Linked DNA regions of Mus musculus: region 1 is linked to region 2. A link is a contact called in public HiChIP or PLAC-seq data. All regions are on one chromosome and are shown on one strand. The core of a region is the stretch at or near the end of the contact, and the rest is flanking DNA. Distances in the headings are between cores, read along the strand shown.

Region 1 (6,787 bases), core at 2,760-5,259, 160 kb after region 2:
AGTTCTGTGAGCAAGGGGACAGACCACTACACTTCCTTGCTTTCTTTATCCTCAGTAAACTCTCCTCCTTCCCCCCTCCCCCCATCTCCCACCTCCTACCCTGGGGCTCAGCAGTCCAGCTCTTGTCTCTGATGCCAAAGTTTGACAGTCAGGTGCTATTTTCTCAGTGGGGCCAGGCATATGGCCCTGGCTTGGTCTGGATAACTCAGGCTTCCCAGGGTCTTCTCTAGTAAGAAGTAGCAAGGATATTGCTACTCAGTGGCTTCCGGCACAACTCTAATTATCACTCCAAGTGGAAAACTTTGACCAAAGCCTGGAACAATGTTTGGCAGGGGGGGGGGTGGTGAGAGTCTGGCTTGGCTGTCGTTCAGCCAAGTTCACTTGTCTGTGAACACTAACCTTGCACCCAAGCAAAGCAGAACTGTAGCTACGTCACTCAGCACCCCTTCAATGGGTGGGGTGACAAACTACTGAAAGTCACATAGAGTGTTGTCTGACATGGGACATGGGAAGTAGGTTAATGGGAGGAAGTATGCTGTCCTCTGATTGGAGGGCAGGAGGCACACACCTGCCTTTCCTGCTATGTTCTCAAACCTAATTCACACACACACACACACACACACACACACACACTCAAGGCATGCAGGCAGTGCTCGTTCCTCTCATTTCTGGAGGTCTGTGCTGTGGCCACTGCTCTTTCCGACACCTGGCACACCTTGGTCATATCCTCTGCAGAGTGCACAGGAAACACAGACTTCTCTCCAGATCCTCTAAGCCACCCCTCACCTGCCTACTTCTGCCTTCCAATGCAGAGTGGAATCATTCTGGCTTCTGTGTCCCCACAAACTACCTCCAACTCCATTAGAGCCCTTATCACGCCATACTGCGGAATGACCTGGGCAAATCTCCTCAGAGACATTAGTACAAGGCCCCTGTGTTCCTCTGTGAACTTTCTACAGTCACTACAGTACCTGGCACCAAGGAGGCTTTCAAAACCCATTTGCTGAATTAAAGAGTTGTGTCAAACAGCAAGAGTTCTTTCTCCTTTTGTCTAAGCAGGGGCTTGTCTTAATTAAAATAAAACTACAATATTATTAGGGTTTAAAATCATATAGCCATATATAGCTGCATATAATTACAGTGCAATCAAACCTCTGATATTTTTAGGTGTCTCCTTCCCTGGAAACTCTCTGTAGCTACTCTTGATAAAACACTGATGAATTTGTACTCAGTAAGGGTAGTGTTTTTGGTTCTTGTGTGTTTATATGTGTGAGTGTATATGTAGGTGGGTGTGAGACACACAGACAGACATGCGTGTGCTCGTGCTCACTCACACACACACACACACACATACACAGAGCGCAGGCAAACACTTGCCATATGGAAGGCTGAGGACACCTGGAGTGTTTGGGGACACCCCTCCCTCCTTGCCCCCGTCTTATATAAAGCAGGCTCTCCAGGCACTGCACACGCCAGGTTCTCGTTCTCTGATCTTCCTTTCCCATCTCTCCACAGCAGCAATGGAATTACAGACCCAAGCTACAGTACAAGGCTTTTACATGGGTCCTAGGCTTTTGAAGTCCAGTCTTCAAGGCTTATGCGGCAAACACTTTATCCCCTGAGCCATTTCTTCTGCCTTCTTCTCATTTCCAAAAACTTTCTATTCCCAAATATTTAAGTAGAGTGAGGTAATAAGTCTCCATTACCCAGCTTCATTTCTGGCCTACACTTCTTCATCCATGTTTAATACCTATTTTCCCTTGCCATATTACATGAAAGAAAATTGCAGTCATAATATTCCACCCGTAAATATTGTAGAATGTACCTTTAGAACTTAGGGTTTCTTGGTTCAAATAGGCAGCCATAGCATGATCATCACATCCAAGGAGTATTGAGCAGCTTTCCCTAGCTTGACCTAATCGTCATGAGTGTGGAAGCATCTATTTTTTCAATTCGCTTGCCCTAAGGTTTTCAGCAGGGGAACACACTGCTAGACAACTCACAGACCAGGTGACTCATTTATAAAAAGTGCCAAGCTCGGGTCTGACATGACCATAGCATTCCTGCACCTCACTTCAACACAACCAACCATGTTCGACGTTTGTCCTACACAGCTATGCAAAATCATTTGTTTTCAATTCATTATTTGTTCAAAGATTTTGAGTAGACTTCCACACGTAAGTTCACACTACCGAGTTCTTCATAGCCCCTAATAATCCATTAAAAACAAAACAAAACAAAAAACAAAGGCTTAGTAGATGTTTTCCTTCCTCTTGGAACTAAAGGTCTTACTCTCCATGAACACTCTCAATTTCTGCTTTTAAAATAGAACTCTGGGTAAGGGGGGAAAGATGCCGTAGTACAATTAACTGAGTATGCCAATGAATGCACAGAGTGAATGTCTCCACCAACAGAACCCTGCATCTGTGAAATGAATGTGAAAGACCATCTCCAGTATAGCTCGAGGGAGGAATGGTCTCCTCAGCTGACACTGGCATTCATGTTCAGACTCAAGAACAAGTGTGGAAGTTCACTTCTTTGGGACTCTAAACATGTGCAAAATACTCCTTGACTGAAACTAAAAACAGGTGCAAAATGTAAATATATCCAATTTTTGAACTGAGATATTTCTGGAAAAGGTAAATATATATGTATATATATATGTGTGTGTGTGACAATTCATTATTAGATGGATAGTAAAATAACTATTTTGCAAAATTAAAATTCACATATATGTATGTGCCTTTAAAGGCACATATGTGTGTGTGTGTGTGTGTGTGTGTGTGTGTATATATATATATATATATATATATATATATACACACATAAATATGCTTTTAAAAACGTGTGCATGAAATGGGGAGGGCTTGTGCACATGAGGACCCTCCAAAGCTGGAGAACAGCATCAGACGTTTGGTAACATCCACCTGTGTGCTGGGAAGCAGTTAGTGCTCCAACTGCAGAGCCATCCCTCCAGCCCCAAACTGATTTCTTAACAAAGCAAATATCATCCTTTTGAACTTTGCATTTGAACCTAACAAATTTTCCCGCAAAATATGCAAATGAGACACACATTCACGTGTCTATTTTAATCCAGAAAATGGGTACTGATTCACCTTACTTTGAAAGAAAAGTGATGGAGAAACATGTGCCAACTCTGAACTCTAACCATCCAACCTGCAACACTCTGGTTTGCTGACAGCATTTCTTGTTATTTTATTCTTTCCTTGAGATTCAGAAAAGCTGATTCCACAGAAACAAACAAGATGGGACTACAAAATGGCTAAGCAAGTAAAGGCGGTTGCCGCCAAGCGGGAGGAGCTGAGTTTGATTCCCAGGACAACCTACATGGTACAAGGATAAAACCAACTTGTCTTCTGACCTCTGTAGTGAGTGCCCCCTAAAATAAATAAGTGTAATTTAAAACCGAAAATAAAAACACCGTCCTGAAGAGGTTAAACACAAGACTGAAAATCTCTTTCTCTTTGCTGATACTTTCACACAATACAAAAGGCTGTATTCGGGCGGCTGGGCGTGGTGGCATTTGGGAGGCAGAAGCAAGTAGATCTCTGTGAGTTCAGGGACAGCTAGAAATACGCAGTAAGATCCTGTCTCAGGGACCAGGGACGAAAAAAAGAAAGAGAGAGAGAGAGAGAGAGAGAGAGAGAGAGAGAGAGAGAGAGAGAGAGAGAGAGAGAGAAAGCAAGCTAGAGCTGTACTACAATGGCTACATATTCTGAACAACCAGCCAAATTAATCAAGCTATGCTGCATAAACGAGATCTGAAGTGTCGCTCGGGCGCTCTCCTGGGAAAGACACCCACACAGAGAACATTTCTCTTGCTTGTTCTCTTGCGCTCCTGACGGACAGGAGAAATCAAGAGGACGTATGTTCTACAAAACCAAATGATCAACCTGAATCGACTGCCTGGGTTCAATCCCTTCCCGATGCCGCGGGAAAGTGCCGCTCTAAGCCCAGGCGCTAGCCCCACTGCTTCCCTCCCGCCATCCTGGGCAGCTGTGGGCTCTTGCAGACAAAACCATTAGAGCTGGCTGACACCCCACGGGGCAGGAAATGAATCACCGCTTTACTCAACCGAAACTGCGGCAGGTTTTAAGGAAGCTAAGCACAGTTGGCCAAATTGAATCAGTAGCAGTTAGCTGGTAAAGAAGTGTCGAGGGACTGTGACCAATGACAAAGGATTAGCATTTTGGATCTGCTTTTCCACTCTCGGAGCAGATTTTTAGCAAGCACAGGTGCCTTTCGTGTAAGGTTCCCTGTGGCTGCACAGACCACCAACAGGTCCCTGCGAGGACATGCTAGACACCCGAGGTAGGTGAGGCTCCTTGACACATCCAGAGGTCCAGGCTCTGGCTGCCTTTGGTTTTCACTGGAATATGTCTTTTTAAAAAGGGTCAGTTTCTTCCTCAAATTTAGAAGTTCTACAGTTTGTTCTCAAAAATTGGGGCTCTGTCTCATGTGAACTGAGGTAGGTCTTAGATCTTAATACAAGAAAAATGGGAGTTAGGGGCAAAGCCATTATCTTCGATTTTCTTTACTACAACCTGAAAGCAAACATTTGTGAGGCTAATGACAATGATCCAAACACTGAATTTTCTTAAACCCAGGCTATTGTCTTCCTTCAGACGATGCTTCTCTGACTTGTCTGCTGACCACACAGAAACCTAATTTTTAAGCCGAAAGCTAGTTTCAAATGTAGCTTTATGTTTTATGCGCATTTTTAATACAGACCTTTAAAAGTCTAATTTGCAGAATATTTCCCTAAGAAAACAATCAGGTGTTTCCTAGGTAACAAAGCAAGGCATTCCCAATTAGAAAGAAGTCTTTTCCACAGTTCTGTTTAGAAATCAAAATACATCTAAGTTGACAGATGACAGAAATTGGTCAAATCAAATTTTTCCCCTCCAAGTCCCACAAAGGTACACGTTAAAAGTTTCTAAATTACAGCCAGATCTCCAAAGAGTTACAATCGTCTCAGGTTAGCACAGGAGTAGAACAGGTTTTGTAAGCACACCACACAACATCTGAGGTCATTAGTTCATATTTGAGAAGAAAGCTACTTGGCTCAGCTGGTAAAGGCACTTGCCACCAAGACTGACTGCTTTGAGTTTGATGCCCAGGAGCTGAACAGTAGAGGGAATTGACTCCTGAAGGCTGTCCTCTGCCTTCCAAATGCACACTGTGGGATACACACACACACACACACACACACACACACACACACACAAGCTAAATAAATGTTATTAAGAGAGAGAGAGAGAAGCAGAGAGAGAGAGAAAGATAGAATTTTTAGTCCACAAAACTGACATAGTGCATAGGTAATTCTTGGGAAACCTGTGTGTGACATTTCTAGGGTTTCTCACAGGCCACTGCACATAGTAATTTATGCAAATACCTCAGAGAAACAAACCTAAAGAAAGCCCACTGGCTCATACCTTCTAATGCCTGCAGTAAACAAGGAGATTCACAACTGCAGGCCTTTCTTCATCCCACAGCTAGACATCTGGCAGAACAGATGCCCCTTCATCAGCCACAACCTCCACATCTAAACATTTAAGAGTTTGGTTTTTTTTCTATTTTTCCTAATGTGTTCGGCCTTCTAAAATATTAGTCATGGGCTGGAGTAGAGGGTAGTGACAAAACATTTGCCTAGTACACAGGAGGTCTTTCCTGAAAATAAGTAACAGCCGTAGCAACAGCAACAACTATCTATGGATAGAATATATGGAACCAGACGTAGGCTTACTAGCTATAGAACCGTGGTCAAGGCCCGAGACCATTCTTGTGCCTCAGTTTCCCCAGCTGAAAACATCCCTACCTCCCTGGTTAGCTCTGAAGATGAAATGAGTCACTGAATGTTTTACTGATTAGTACAGCACATACTATAAATACCACATGAGTGTTAACCAATCCACGGGTGAAGACCGGGCATTAGAACAAAGATTATGGCAGGCGTCCTATTTACGCCAGTATGAAAGAGTGAGTTCCTACCAAGACCACAGTGTGCAACACTGAAGGGTTTCAGAAAGCCCCGGTTCATTCCTATGGTCAAGAGTTATATTACAGTGCTGCACCAGGGGAGACAACCCAACAGTCCCCAGCTCCAAAAGTAACATCTGTGAGAGTCACTTCAGAGCCAGGCCCAGTGCTAATCAGATTCTCTTTCATTGTCCCACACAGCAAAGGAGGACACACCAGGGAAGGACACTGGGCCCTGCATGCACAGTGTAATCCTTTAAACCAAACCAATTATTTTCCTAAGGGATGTGGGGACAATGAAAGCTTGACAGGAAGAGAAGTGACAGACGGACACAGCGTCTGACAAAGGTAACCTGACTCATATTCTAATCTCCTAAAATTCGGGGAGCTGAGCCCAGGGTCGGGCATGCTAAGCACACACTCTGCCCTTAATACAGCTACTAACTGAAAATAATCTATGGCTGCATTTCCCACAGAATTCAGTCAAAGGCCAGGTGTACCATCAGGGCAGTTTCAAAGTTCACCTAATTAGGCCAACCTCAAGATTTTGCCTTAACCTCCGCTCTGGCCAGAAAAACAGAGGGCTTGTCATGATGTAATCCTTTCTAGAGGCCATCAAAAAGATGTTACCGTGAAGAGTTTTAAGAGCGCCCATAACCGTAAAGAGAACTAAGATTCGGCCACTGAGGTCTCCTGTCAGAAATCAATGTAATTACACTCCTCTGATAGCTTCTTAAATATTCATTTCATATTTTCTTTTCTCAAGTCTGGAGATCCACTCACACAC
Region 2 (6,325 bases), core at 2,016-4,515:
CCCCTCAACCAGGATTTTTGTAGTGAATTTTGTAGATCTATTTGGCAAAGAATATATGAGTGTTCCAGTTTCCTAGTCTGCTACACACCACTCTGCTACATGGGTTGGGTGGTTTTGTTTCATCTTCCGATCATCTCCTGTGTCACTACCCCATGTCCCCTCCTCCCAGCCCTTGCTCCATTTCCTTAGCCAGGAGTAGCTTCAGCCTCACTTGAGATCCTGCCACTTGCTCGCTCCACGCGCATTCACTGCATCTTACCTGTGTGCTATGCAGGTTACACCTAAGGGTTTACTAGTTCACCTCAGGTAAAGACTAGGGTTAGAGCGGACACTCCCTCCTTCCTTGCTTCATGACTTCAAACACTGCACTCGCTGGGACTTTCCCTTGGCTATAAAAAGAATTACTAATTCAATTCAATGATAACCACAGAGACAGACAGGCTGGTAACTCGCCTGACCCGAAGAAGTCATTCAATAAACACCACCAGGCACAGTTTATTTTAGGCCAGGGTGAAAAGGGGGATGCCAGTTCTTCTGGAAGCTGTGGGGTTACCTTAGAATTCTCATACATATTTTCAAAACTCGACTTCCTCTTACTCCCCCCTGGGAACGCTGGATTTCTGAATGCCTTTGTGGGTACAAGGCTACTTATCCCCACTCGGAAGCCCACATCCTTCACACTGAGAGCACAGTGCTGGTTAGAGTCTATTTCTTTCTGCACACAGAGGGAATAACTGGGAGATGCTACTACTAAAATCGACCTGTGCCAGGTGTTAGGACACACACACACACACAACTCCAGCTTCCGGAAGGTCAGGGCAGATGGATTTTGAGTTCAAGGCCAGTTTGGGCTATACAGGAAGTTCCTGTCTAAAAACAAAAACAAACATACAAACAAACAAAAACCCTAAGTATTACTTAGGAATTGTTTCAATTCTCAGACTTTGTTATGAATGGTACTGTTGTGAAATCTATGTTAAATGTAGATCATGGGTGCTGCTGACGAATGATCTGGGGCTCACGTTTGGGTTAGTTCATTTTCCACTCGCACCATTATAAATGACAATGTTCTCCACCCCTACGATGTAGATTTGGTTTAGGGTTTCATTATGATGACTGATACTCTCCTAGTTTTCATAAAAAACATGCTGGCTTTTTAATTTTGCTTTCTATTTCTGGGTTAGCTGTACATTATTGACAACTTATGCTGTCCAGACTATGGAATTTGGCAATACATTATATTTACACCACATTTGAAAATACTTTTCAGGGAGGATGGTTTTTCTTTTCTTCTTCGATTTAGCTGCTATGTATGTACTTGACCGTGGTGTTCTCACAGAATTAAGATTTTGCAAACTGATCTACTGACCCATGAATGTGTACCCTGGTAACTTTCTGGAACAAAATCATGGAGAGTAAGAGACAGGAAGAGGTACAAATCTTTCAACAGTACTTAGTGTGTTTGTTAAATGCTCTCCTCAAGTGTCATGGCTGAATACTAGGACACCAGCTGGTAAGCAGAACTTGTTGTTCCTGTGGTGGTACTGAGGTTGGTGGTGCCCAGAGGACTCTGGAAACAAAGAGGCCAGACATCATCTGTGTATATTGCATGCATGGGCATGAATGTATGGTGTGTGTGTGTGTGTGTGTGCTTTTCGAGGGATTAATACATGCTAATTAAGCAGGGCTTTTCTGCTTTTGTACTACATATAACTGAATGAACTAACAAATATCCTTCACATTAGAAACCTTTAATGCCGAGTCAGCTGGTTTCACTGTATTCATTGTTGGTCAAGCACTAGGAGATGTGGAATCCATAACCAGCCGTGTACAGGGCCTGTTGTGAAGGCCGCTGAACACAGGGTCTGCGCTCTGCCTTTTCCAGTTCTGTGCTCTCCTGCTGACAGGCCACGGCCTGGGAATTTGTGATCACTAAAATTCTCCGATTAGTCTGCACTCAGCACTGTCCAGAGGAATCAGAGCACACATCCTACCTGTGTCACCACCACGTGACCATGCTTAAAGCCACACCCCACCCCACCCTCACACACAGACACGTTGGCCTCTACTTAAATTGCTCGCCAGAAAGATGATTTAAATCACTTTCCAACAAATACAATTTCAGTATAGTTTTTCTCACCAAAGTATGTCCCCATTGTACAAACCCTATTGTAAGTTGCAGAAAATTCAGGTTTATAGTTTTCCATTGGAAGAAACTGTATACTAAATGTGTAAACTGTACAGAAACGGGCCCCTTAGGAAGCAGAACATTTTATTTTCCGTAGATAAATAAAGCAGATAGTGATAAAAAAAAATCACAGAAACAAAAGATTATCAGCTTGCTGGGTTAATTTTGGCAAGTCTTTTTTTGGGGGGGTGGGGGTGGGAAGGCTGTGTTGAAATAATCACTGAAACTCAAAATAACTGATACACTGTTGCAAACGTAAATGTTTACATATATGTATTGTATTTCAGATATTTTCTTCAATTATACGTAACAAATATACAAGTTTTAGCAAATATATAAATAAGTATTTTATTTCTAGATGAGAAATAGGAGCTGGAAAAAAATGTAAAAGAATGTCTCATCACAATTTAAAACAAACAAAATTCTTCCTAAATGAAAACCTTTGAAATGCAATGTTTTGAAGGATGCGTCTCCCCCCCCCCCCCCCATCACATAACTTCACCCAGTTGAAAGCTACTTCCCTCCTTTCCTCCGTAGAGAGATAAGTGTGATAATCTTTATGGCATACAGGTGAGAAAAAAGGTATTTCAGGAGACAGGCAAGGTGGGCAGAAAGGAGAATCTAGAGAGCCCGCCATTGTGGGGCCTGGAGACCGACCGAGGCTGGAACAGTAAAGGGTTCCAGCTTTGAATGTGAGAGAAATGGGGCTGTAATCCGAGCCCAGGAGAGGCAGGCAGCCACGGGAGCCCGGCTGTGAGGACGCTGGAGGATTAAGGAGATAAGCCTGTGGTAGCATTCCTGGAATTCTTGGAGGTGACCGGCTCTGGTTGCTAGGGACTGCAAAGGCAGGATCATTCTGACTAAATCCGAAATGGAAAGAAAAGGCTTGAATCTTGCTTTTAAAGATTTGTTTATATTTTTTTGTGTGTATGGCACCCACCCATACCTGACACCCAAGGAGGCCAGAAAAGGGTTTGAGATCCTCTGGAACTGGAGTTAGGATGATTGTGAGCCGCAATGTGGGTGCTGAGAATCGAGCCTGGGTACTCAGGAAGAGCGGCCACTGTTCTTAACCACTGAACCATCTCACCGGCACGAGAGTTGAATTCTTTACCCAGATCTCTCAGCTTAGCTTCAATAACTGTGTACAGTGCAGTCACTCCTGTGAGTTGGGTTTCAGACCCCGGGACAAGAGGCTGAGTTGCGTATTTTACCTACCAAAGCTGACCTGGCCTCCATGTTCGCCCAGGATCCGAAATTCTCCAACCCTGAATTTGCCAGCCCAGGGGCTGGGTTTCCCTTCCCCTCAGAGGCTCTTCAGTGTATACTCCAGACATTTTGGTCTCCCCTCTCCTTTTCTCGCTCTTCTTGCCCTTTCTCTGCGCATGCCTGCTTTATCAACTTCTTCCCCTCCTTTTTCTCTCCCTTCCCATGGCAACTTCCCTGGCATAGGTTCTTAGAGCCAGAGAACTCTCGGGAGAGCTGCTTTCCAATAAACCTATGTTTAAATACTCTAATCTGGCTTGACCTGGCTCATTTCACCAGCCAGAAGTAACTTAGCACTGCACAAGTGACAGGCCCTGACAACAACCTGTGGAATATTCAGTACAGAAAACAAGGAATATGACATTGTGGTGCTATGTGTGGTTATAGGTGAAAAGACATTTTTTTAAAAAGGTTTCCACTTTCCCAAAGTGTCAGCCCCCAGCTCCTGGGAAAGACCGAAGCAGCGTCGGGGAAGCAGTGTCTCGGGGACCCCCTACTCTTGGAGCTGGAGAACTGTGCCTCAGGTTCTCTGTTTTGTTCTTTTGAGGCCGGGTCTCTCACTAACCGGGAACTCACTTGGCTTTTGGCAAGGTAAGTCCCTGGTCTCCCCATCCAGGGATCACAGGCAGGACAATTTCCTTGGTTTGCTTTTGAAATGCGGATTGTGGGAATGGGATTTAGTTCTGCTAGCAAACATTTACCAACTCTAGCCCCAAGTCTTACTCTTAAAGTTTTATTTTGATGTTAAGGGTTGATGGCTGCTGGATTTAAATTCCTCTTTAGATAACACTTATCATCACCACTAGGAACCAAACCACCTTCAAGGCAGCGGACCCCAAAGCATGCTGTAGTCTTCCGCACATAACCTAACCAAACTTTTAATTGCACGGATACTTAAATATCAACAAACCATCACATTAATTTTCAGCCAAGGTCATAAACGTCACTGATTTTAAACAGCCCCTCCCAGGACAGATATTTAATAAACAGTTGCCCCATGTGTACTCTCCCACAATTGAGAAAACAAGCCATTGGGATTTTTAATTCTCCCAAGTTCTGACTTAACTAGCAAAGTTCTTCTTCGCATCTGTGTAAGGTATCATAGGTAAACATATCCAACCAGTAGTGTTTAGTCATCACGTGAAACAAGTGGAAAAGGCTGGAAGGGGCTGCCTGGGAACTAACGGCCCTGACAAGGCGCCAACACACTGCTCCTAATAGCTGTGTTTTCAGAGCACCCCTCAGCCATGACTGGCCACACCCAATTTTAGTACTAGGTATCTTCTGATGAGTTATGTTTCTCCACATGATATTTGGGAGAATCCGAATGGAAAATACCAATAAACCCCACCAACACTCTTCCCTATACACGGGAGCTCGGAAACAGTTGTTGATGAAGCTCTTCATTAGCTCCATCTGGGTTTCTCTGGGTCATTCAAGACGTACAAGACTACAGGTTTTCCTCATTACAAGGTATGGTAAAACCTCTTGCACGCTGAAGCTGAAGACAGCATATGCATCTCTTCTTCGTTTAAAAAAAATGTTTTTAGCCGGGAATGGTGGCGCACGCCTTTAATCCCAGCACTCGGGAGGCAGAGGCAGGTGGATTTCTGAGTTCGAGGCCAGCCTGGTCTACAAAGTGAGTTCCAGGACAGCTTGGGCTACACAGAGAACCTTGTCTCCAAAAACAAAAAACAAAAAAACAAACAAACAAAAAAATGTTTTTAAAGGCAAAGGGTTTCTTAATGATCTCAGCACACCACCCAGACTGATTCTTTCAGACTCAAGGAATGTGGGCTTAAGCAAATTGTCATGGTTGATATGAAGGACAGAAGGCCAGACCAAATACTTTTCAGTGTGTGTAATGAGCCTGATGACGGCGGCAGCCATCTCAATGCAAGTCACTTTTCAGAAGCTCAACACACAGGAGTGTGTCAGCACACCAAAGCACTCCTGACGACTGGAGCAGTTCCGGTTACTATCCCACGTACACAACTGCTGACTCTGGCACTGGCCTGATGAAGAGTTACTGACTGTTTTGATTTGGTGTGTGTTGTCTATGCACACGTGTGCGTGTGTGTGTGTGTCTGTGTGTGTGTGTGTGTGTGTGCAGGCATGCGTGCTCATGCACACGAGGGGAGGTCAGAAGACATCCTGCTCTATCACTGTCCATTGAATTCCTTATTCCTTTGAGATGTAGGCATGTTCTCTCAGGATACTTGGAGCTAAGCTGGTGGCTAGCAGTGCCAGCAATCTTTTCACCTCCGGCCCCACCCCCAAACTTGTGCCACCCCCAGTTCTGTACATGGATTCTGAGGATTTGAACCTGGGTCCTTATGCTTGCTCAGCACAAGCTCTGACCCACTGAGCCATCTCCCCTGCCCTTAATCACTGATGTTTTAAAAATGTGTGTTTTCATTTGGGAATATACATATACATATACATATACATATACATATACATATACATATACATATACATATACATATACATATACATATATATATATACACATATGTATATATGTATATATATGTGTATATGTATATGTATATATATATATATATATATATATATTTCTAGAAGAAGAATTTGTGTGTTATTTAAATCAAAAGGAAAGCCTTCTAAGTACCCTAGATGGCATTCTTGGTTTTATAACTAAAATATTATGAAGTAGTCAGAAAAGTTGAAGGAGATGAATATACTCCACCAGGGCTCAGGAAGAGTATCAGGCCATTTAGGGTCAAACACCATGTGTAAACTACCTCACATCAGCTCCTGACCCGATGGTCCCAAACCGATACAAAAAGAGCATACAAAGTTCTCCAGGCACTTGTATGTGCACACACATGCACACGCATGCATGCACGC

Evidence for each region. HiChIP or PLAC-seq counts read pairs in DNA pulled down with a chosen protein or histone mark.
Region 1: a contact with region 2 is called in an H3K27ac HiChIP or PLAC-seq map of epiblast stem cells. The contact joins two enhancer-like sites. A contact is called at or near these places in 2 of 484 Hi-C or Micro-C datasets (the HL-1 cell line and uterus), 3 of 115 datasets of contacts at active chromatin or transcription factors (epiblast stem cells, pancreatic cancer cells and stem cell-derived anterior neural progenitor cells) and 1 of 9 other capture datasets (embryonic tail).

What each region holds. Positions count from the first base shown.
Region 1 is chr3:52,065,987-52,072,773 of GRCm38.p6, forward strand. All of the region lies in intron 1 of Maml3 (mastermind like transcriptional coactivator 3), which reads right to left. Among named protein-coding and RNA genes, the nearest start is that of Maml3, 36 kb to the right of the region's middle. Within about 2 kb of position 4,010, at least 340 of the 459 cell types and tissues checked have an H3K27ac peak or open chromatin away from gene starts, as enhancers often do. A contact at or near this core is called in the HL-1 cell line, epiblast stem cells, pancreatic cancer cells and 1 more, where this site is marked.
Region 2 is chr3:51,905,691-51,912,015 of GRCm38.p6, forward strand. All of the region lies in intron 1 of Maml3 (mastermind like transcriptional coactivator 3), which reads right to left. Among named protein-coding and RNA genes, the nearest start is that of Maml3, 200 kb to the right of the region's middle. RefSeq lists an enhancer at 1,881-4,955. Within about 2 kb of position 3,266, at least 101 of the 459 cell types and tissues checked have an H3K27ac peak or open chromatin away from gene starts, as enhancers often do. A contact at or near this core is called in the HL-1 cell line, epiblast stem cells, pancreatic cancer cells and 1 more, where this site is marked.